Linked DNA regions of Sus scrofa: region 1 is linked to region 2. Evidence: chromatin contacts called from public HiChIP or PLAC-seq data. All regions are on one chromosome and are shown on one strand. Each heading gives the region's core, a stretch centred on a gene start, on an enhancer-like site or on the middle of the called end of the contact. The rest is flanking DNA. Distances are from core to core; before and after follow the strand shown.

What was found. HiChIP or PLAC-seq counts read pairs in DNA pulled down with a chosen protein or histone mark.
Region 1: an H3K27ac HiChIP or PLAC-seq map of alveolar macrophages shows a contact between it and region 2. The contact joins the enhancer-like site here to the promoter of STK38L in region 2. A contact is called at or near these places in 1 of 5 promoter capture datasets (fetal liver), 7 of 47 Hi-C or Micro-C datasets (alveolar macrophages, blood, embryonic fibroblasts and 3 more) and 2 of 2 datasets of contacts at active chromatin or transcription factors (alveolar macrophages and skeletal muscle).

Annotation. Positions count from the first base shown.
Region 1 is chr5:46,534,644-46,538,680 of Sscrofa11.1, reverse strand. The region is part of intron 2 of STK38L (serine/threonine-protein kinase 38-like); the gene reads left to right. Among named protein-coding and RNA genes, the nearest start is that of STK38L, 38 kb to the left of the region's middle. Within about 2 kb of position 1,805, at least 21 of the 83 cell types and tissues checked have an H3K27ac peak or open chromatin away from gene starts, as enhancers often do. A contact at or near this core is called in alveolar macrophages, where this site is marked.
Region 2 is chr5:46,572,276-46,576,383 of Sscrofa11.1, reverse strand. STK38L (serine/threonine-protein kinase 38-like) reads left to right here and starts at 1,668. Exons shown (of 15, transcript XM_021092164.1): 1 at 1,668-1,776.

The sequences.
Region 1 (4,037 bases), core at 556-3,055, 38 kb after region 2:
ATATTTTACTTTCATAAAAAGAAAAAAGACATTTCCAGTTTGGGGAAAAATAGTGCATTTTTATATTTTAGAAACCTTATTTCATCTGCTGTAGAACACCTATGGCAAATTCCAGGGACCTGAATATTTGTACACTTAGGTCTGCCCTCATACTCAGATGTCTTGGTCAAGGAAGTGCAGAATATATGGCTTTGAGAACCTCACTTTGGGGCATAATTTCATAAGGAAATAATTAGAGGTATGGTCCCGAGCTAAATCTGCATTACTCATTGGTGACTAACTTCTGGAATCACAGTCCTGATAGCCTTCAAGAAGCCTTTGATCACAGTACTGTGGTTTCCAGAAAGTTTGGGGTACAAGTGTCATTCTTCAGTCATCTGAAGAGCTGGCAGAAACGAGTTATTTGATCCACAGATCCGTAAACCAAATAGAGGAAGCAGTGATTTAGTGTTGGATACAGACGTCAGTGACAGAGCAGGTAGGCACCAGTGTAGTCCAGGACTGACCTGCTGTCAGTGTTCTGATGGGCAGCATCTCTGCGGGGGCCGTTCAGCCTGGCAGAGCTGCCGCTGCACTGTGGACTCTCCAGCTGGCTTGGGAGCGCCACCTGAAGGGTGAGTGACCGGTTCTAGACCAGGAGTTTCCATCAAGTAGCCAAGTGACTGTGGGCTTCACATCTGTAAATTGAGGGTGATAGACTAGATAACAGAGTTTCTGTTTTCAAATTTGGGGGTTCTAACAGTCTTGCCTGGTGGTGAACTAAGTTTGTGACCAGAGACCTTTAGTGAGTGGAGTCTTGAAAAATGCTGGGTTCAGTTCAAACAGAATGGAACTCATAAGCTGATTCATGGAAGGGTTTGCCAGTATACTTACTTGAATTACAGGATATCCTTGATGACAAAAAGCCCATACTATTTACTTTTTATTCCATTTGAGGCATTTTCCCCCCTCCTATATTTGTTTTCCGAGTAAACCATAACTGTGTTCTAAAGATCACAGGTCAACAAAGTAGTATGGCCCTATTTGATACTTATATTCTAAGCTGTTCAGGTATTAATTATAAAGGTCACTAGCACTAAAAAAAGTTTTCTCCTGCCTTAAAGTTTTTTGTTCTCTGGTGTCTTAATGAGGTTGATACATTCTGGATTTTCTCACAGTTGCAGAAGTCAAGTAATCTCTGCCTTAAACACAGTATCTGAGTCTGATGAGTCACATGGTGTGTCTGCTTTTAGCTGGGAGCAGTTTTCCCTGGTCGCTGGTAATGGTCAAAAAAATCTCTTGGGAGAGTTTAAATCACTCAGAATAACTAACATCACTCATAGCTACCTACATCTTGAAATTGTAAGCTTGGCGATACCATGTTTTAATCTGAGTCTAATCCGATCTTTGCTCTCAAAAAGGCTTGCCACTTCTGGCTTTTAGGTTGTTAAATTGGTCTGCTCTCTTTCAGTGAGCAGTTTTCATTTAAAAAGAAACAACAAAAATCAACACAATAATTATAAAATTAAAATTAAGAGCTATAGAAGAAATTGATAGAATGGAGAAATCTACATTAGGTCTCTCCTGAAGCTATTCAGTGATGTAGAAGCTTTCAGTATTTTGAATGAATGGGAAATTTGAAACGAGTTTATATTTTTAAAGTCATTTTGGGAAACTGGTATTTTACATCCTCACTTAATCTCAAGTCTGTTTTCAAGTTTCATTTTGTGTGTGAGTATTGGCTCCCCCCTCTCTTCCTCTCTCTCTCCTCTTAGAAGCTTACTTTTAGGAAAGTGAAAGGCAAGAGTGTAGGGATGACCACACTTTTTGTAATTGGGCTGCTGAGGGATTTATGTGTTCAGGCTGCTTCCCAAAGCTTGCTCCTCCCCTTTCCTTCACCAGCTTGTCACACCACCTCTCGCCACTCATCGTTTTCCTGCCTTGCCCTTTCATTGGTTATTTCCTGTCACACCAAACCTTCACCTTTTACCACTAAATAGGCAGTTTGGGTTGTATTGGTGTTTTGCATCAGGCAGTATTATCTCCCTTAAAACAGGCAAAGAAAGAGTAAAGGCAAGTGGGGGTCTTCTTAAAGCCAGAGCATTCATTTCCTCTCTTCTGGTGATTTTGGAGGGGTAGCTCCCTTATCTTTTATGAGACCGGAAGTCAGTTTAGGTGAGATTTGTGCTGCCTTGCTTTTTGATTTCGATGTGGGCCTTTTGAGTCCCCAGTAGAAAAGCTGTTTGAGGAAAGAGTGACAGTTTGAGCCCTTGTAAACATGCACAGTATGAGCCACTAAAAAAAAAAAAAAAAAAGTTTCCCTAAAAAGAAGTGTGAGATATGACTGAATAACTTGGAACAGAATTCCCATTAGTCTTCTGGTTTGCCTTCAGTTTTATTCCGTGACTTCAGACTCTTTTTGCTTGTCTTCATAATCCCACTCTAAACTAAAACTGAGAATTTGGTTCATAGGGAGAAAATTCAAGTACAGCGTTTCTTAGGAGACCACCTCTGTGGGCTGATGAGTACAAGTTGGTTCCCTTTTACTATTCCTACCTGCACCCTCAAACACTCTTAACTACCTTTTTTCTTATTATAAAAATGATTGTTTTCCCATTATTGAAAACTTAGGAGATTCAAAAAACTGATAAAGGGTAAAATTTAAATCATCAATGCTTTCACACTGTATTTCACCATAATTTATCTCCCCTTTTCCTCTGTATAGTTGAGTTCTTTTTTTTTTTGTTTTTTTGTTTTTGTTTTTGTTTTTTTTTTTTTTAGGGCTGCACCCACAGCTTGTAGAAGTTACCAGGCTAGGGGTTGAATCAGAGCTGCAGCTGCTGACCATAGCCACAGCCACAGCAATGCCAGATCTGAGCCATGTCTCTGACCTACACCCACAGCTCACGGCAACACCGGATCCTCAACCCACTGAGCAAGACCAGGGATCGAACCCATATCCTCATGGATACTAGTCGGGTTTGTAACTGCCGAGCCACATGGAATATCTATATATTACCTGAAAATAGAACTTTGTATCCTGTTTACTTATTATTTCTTATTTTCTTAAATTTTGGAGGATAAATTTTCTTCAGTATTATTTCTATGCTATTTCATGCTATCATATTCCATCAGCCACTTCACCTAGTTTTAAACATTTATTTATTATTTTAAGTAATGGGCTTTGAGTAAGAAAAAAACTCTAAAGATCTTTGCAGTGATTTTGATTATTTTCTTAGCATAGATTCCCGAAGGTGGAATTTTTTATGTCAAAAGATTAAAAAAAACCTTTAAAATTCTTCATACAAAGTGCTATGTTCCCTACCAGAAAGGATAATATCCTTACAAGTTAACATAAGCCCAGTGAATGGTATCATCAAGATAGTGACACAGGTTATTCATAACTTCCTTCCTCCTCACAAGAGTACCAACTAGTGATTACCTATAGACCAAACCCCAATGTGAAAATCCAAGAACCCACGGGTGATGCTGACACACCCCCCTGGGACTACAGAGATGAAGAAAGACCACATTAGAGGGGAAGAAGGAGCAGCTCCCTTCTGAAGACATTGCTGCTCCCCCAGCCAGCCAAGGGCCAACACCAAGAAGGATGCCCTGAGTCTGTGGGTTTCCCAGTGGGCAAAGAGCCCAAGTTGGATATCCAGCCCCACTCGGTGTTGTGGGATGCTTCCTGGGAAGCCCGTTTGCATCTTACCTCACAGGGATCACTGGGGAAATTTGCAGGACTCAAACCACTGGTGGACACTAGAGACAGAGAAGGGGGGCTGAGGTTCACAGCAACCAGCCCTCAGACCTTGGCAGACCACATTCCTAGTTACAGTGGTACCTGCGCAGAGATCCCAGCCAGTGGCTCTGCCTGATTTGGGTCTCCAGCCAATGAGCATACTGGCCATGGAGCCCATTCTGTGGTCCTACCCAGACAGGGGATCACATTCACAGTCCTACCTAACCACTGAATATAGCTTCCAGTCCTTTCTGACCAGAAGACTGGTCAGAGAACCTGTACAGCCATGGAGCTCATCCTACAGCCAAGCCAG
Region 2 (4,108 bases), core at 419-2,918:
AGGAGCGGTTTGTGCAAGATGGAAATATTGGAAGGTAAGGATTACTGGGAGTCATCTTAAGAGCTGCCTACAACAGAGCTATAACAAAAACTCATTTTTTGGTATTTTAATAATTGTATATTAATATAAGCAATTTCCTTTATAGCCCTAGGTAGTTTCTTTTATGCATTTAAAAACACTATTCTGCAAAAGGGCCTATAGATTTCACCAAACTTCCAAAAGGGCACTTGGCTCTAATTTGATTCAGGTCAGGCACCTTCAACAACCTGGGGGAATTTGTTTGGAATGGCCTCAATTTAGAAATTGGAAGTTGAAGATGTACCCTGCCCCACATTACCCTAGTCTAATACCCTACACATTCCTCTAGTGCTATGAAAATATTATGGCATATTTGAAAATATAAACTTGCTATAGGATACTCCATAAACTGTTTCCAATCCTACCACACTTGAATTAGTATGTATGCACTAGAGGGAGAATGGGGTGCAGGCATCTGTCAAGCATGTTTGATTATAATTAAACCTCTTATTTTCACGTATGTCAACTGTCATTTGTGTCTTAAAATGACCATATGATGTAGGAAGAACTGATTTCTTCAAGAACACACTAATTACCAGACAACATAGTGCTTTTTCCACTATCAAGGTATATATGAGAAAGCAGAGTGTAAAAAAAAGAAATGATATTATGATTCTTCTCTAAGTCTTTCACGTGCGTTGCCTACCCTCATCAAAACTAAAGATAATGGTTGGCATCTCTGAATTATATTTTCTGCAAGCACAATGCCAGCTTTGCATATTGTCTTAACAGTCTAAAAGTTAATGGTATTTTATAAAATCTCTAATATTCAGATAGAAGATAAATTTTTCAATGATAATTAGGAATGAGTCTCTTCATTGGCTTGTCCAGTAAGTTTTCTCCCTAAGCTCAAATGCATCATCCTCCCAAACATCTTTTCTGAGGCACACTACAGGATGGTGATTTTTCTCATAGTTTTCTTATCCTAAATAAGCAACCCAGTATTGTCAGTTATTTTAAGATTTTCCCCAAGCAAGATAACTCGAGCAAGTTTTTCATGTATGTCACAGAGTTTTTTGGCAGCTTTTCCAAATGCGAATCTCTCTCAAGTTGTTAGAGTCATGGTGAAATGGAAAAGGGTCAAGAAACCTGAGTGGCTTCTAGATCTCACAGCTACTAACTAGGCAGCTTGATCAGTCAGTCCAGTTTTGTTGACCACATTGTCCTACTCTGCAAAATGTTCCCCCAAATCACTAAAATTATCTCTAAGCCACTTTCCATCTCTATCATTCGCATTGCATAGTGAAGCATCAAGAAAAACTGTTGACATTTAGAATACGTGACTAATGTAGCAACACACAGGGCCACTCCCAAGAGTGGCCTGAACTAGCTCTGGGCAGAGTAGAGGGAAGTGAGATGAGGCTGATGAGAGGAATCGGTGACCATTCAAACAACTCCACCGCCAGGCGCAGGTGGATGGGGTGGGGCGGGGGGCGGTGTTGACGACAGAAGACTACTTCCGGCTGTGGTGCGTATGACGTCAGGACCGATTCGGACCGGCCCAGCCACCAAGAAGCCGAGCAGGGAGGGCTCGCGAGAGTTCAAGGAGGCCACCCCGAGATTCCGGCGCGGCAGCGGCGGCGGGTCCCACCTCCTGGGGGCGGGGCGAGGGCGGAGCGGGCAGCAGGGAGCGGACGGCGCCGGGCCGGTTGCGGTCCGTGCGGAGGCTGAGCCGGCCGCGGGCGCGACCGGAGGCAGGTGAGTGTGGGGATGCGGCGCTTTGAGGCGGCAGGCGCTGGGGGGCTCGTCTCGCTGTGCCAGCCCCAACTCTGTGAGCGGAGCAGGAGATTTTATGTGTCTTTGGGTGTCCAGGGAAAGACGGGCTCATTTCGCGGCTGGAAATGCCTCCGGTGAAGCTCCAGCGACGGCCTTGGCCCTCTTGTTCCCTGGAGTGCTACTGGCCCCAGGTGTCCGGAGAGGTGGCCTTGATCCCAGGGAGGAATCTTTGTCCTTCCCTGCTCCTTTCCCCTTCCACGCCTCTGCCCCCGAGCACCCTGCTCCCCGTCCCTGCCTGGGCTTCGTAAACAATAACAAATGTCGCGGATCCTCTCCTGTATCCCCAGCTTTCCCGTCCCGTGCCTTCCAGCTGGTGCCACTGAGGGGAAGGATTCTGGGCATAGCTCTTAGATTGTGGGGGCTGTTTGTGTACCATTCCTAAAAACTGATGCGTCAGATTGCTAAACATTTCTCAGACACTGTAAAGCCGCCCAGCTCCCAGAAGCCACAGTGTTCAAAACCGGTCTCGGAATCTGCCACTGGAACCCTAGACCCTTCTTTTCAATATCGTTTTCTCCCAACCCTTTTTTTCACCTTTGCTATCGGGGACAAACGAGTGCTTGTTTGGTATGAGAAGAGGAAAGACTCTACCCGATTGAGTAGGAGACATTTCACCTTTAAAAAGTTGCCAGGTTGATAGCAAAAGAACAAAAGTTTATTTTCAAAAGCGGTGGCCTCCCGTTTACTGTTGCTACTTTTGTGGGGCCGCTTTTCTGGTCCTTAGTTTGGAAGAAAAGTATAAAAAGAAATAGGAGGGGGGCGGGAGAGCTGGTGGTGCTAGAAGTAGTGGATGTCCAAAGGGTGATGCTGCCGTTCCTCACTTGATAAAATGCAGAACCAAAGCTCTTGTCTATTTCATGAAACTTGTGATAAGTTTTGATAGAAGCCAGTTGCTCGGGAAAGGTGGCCGGAGTAATAGCTTTATTACTAACTACTAAAATCTGAGGAAACAACTTTTAAGCGTTTTACTTTATGTCTCCTAGCTGTAAGATGGGAGAGAGACCTTGTCTTTTGGGGGCTGTGAGTGGGGTGGGGGCTTAAGCTTGTTAGGTCTCCCTACTTTGAGGCAGGGTCTATTGTTGTTTAAGCTCAGTTTCCTTACGGAGGGAAGGTTTTTCAAAGTTCTTTGTCTCAATCGTAAATGCATATAGATACTGGCAACCTCTTTGTGTTTGGCCTTTCTTTGTATTGCCTCAGGATATATAAAACAATTAAGTTTATTATAGTCTCTACCCAGTAGCTGGGAGGTATTGTATGTGAATTAGCCACTCTTGTGACTATTTGATGGAAGAGAAGTTAGTCCAAAATAGAACGTTAAAGTATGATGATATTTGCTCATTGCAAAGGTTCATTAAAGTAATTTTGTGTAAAAATATCCTGATCTCAAAGGAAGTACAATGCATAATTTTTTTTTTTTTAATTTGATCTGGCTTAGCTTTGTGGTGTTCTCCTCGTTAAGATGGCTGATAATATTTCCCATTTGGTTGGGATATATTTAGAATGAGAAGTAAATTGGGTGTAGTTTTTGTAATCCTTTAAAACGCCCTGCCATGGGGAATGAAAAAAAATTAGACTTAGAAAAACCACATTAAATGAGTGCCGTTCTTCTTTTAGTCTTTTGATTTTGAGTTTGTTTCAGAGTAAATCAAAGGATAGAGACCAATGAGCAAATAAAAAGGAGTCCTCAGCCATTTTTATGCCGAAAAAATTAATTTCAAAAGGTAGGACACTATAAAAACAAAGGAAGAATTGTGCTTTGTAGAAAATGGTGACAAAGCCATGGACTCAACTCAGCCATTTGTTTTCAGAAAAGTTCCGTCCCCTCAAAGTAAGGGCAAGATCATTATGTTAGCGAAATTGGATAACTCTTTGGAAGGTGTTTTCCAGTGATCTTGTAAAAGTCGGAAGCTTTTTTGCATGTGTGTGGCACTCTTTTGAGAGAGAAAAGAGGGCGCAAATCAAAGCCAGAGAGATCTGCATCTCAATGTAATGTTAAAATCATTTTATTTTACATAAACAGTGGAGAGTGAATCAATCTAGCATATTGTCCTCCAGCACCCCCAAGATTACATTAAAATCAGCAGATGGGCAAGTTATGATTAGGTAAACTTGACATATGCAGAGATTATGCTGCTGTATTTTTATATTAAAAGCACCATAGACTTTTTGAATGAAATAATGAGTCAGCTTATAAAAGCATATGCTTTAAAGCATAAGAAAAATTTAAAAATTAATGTAAGATAACCTTGGTCAA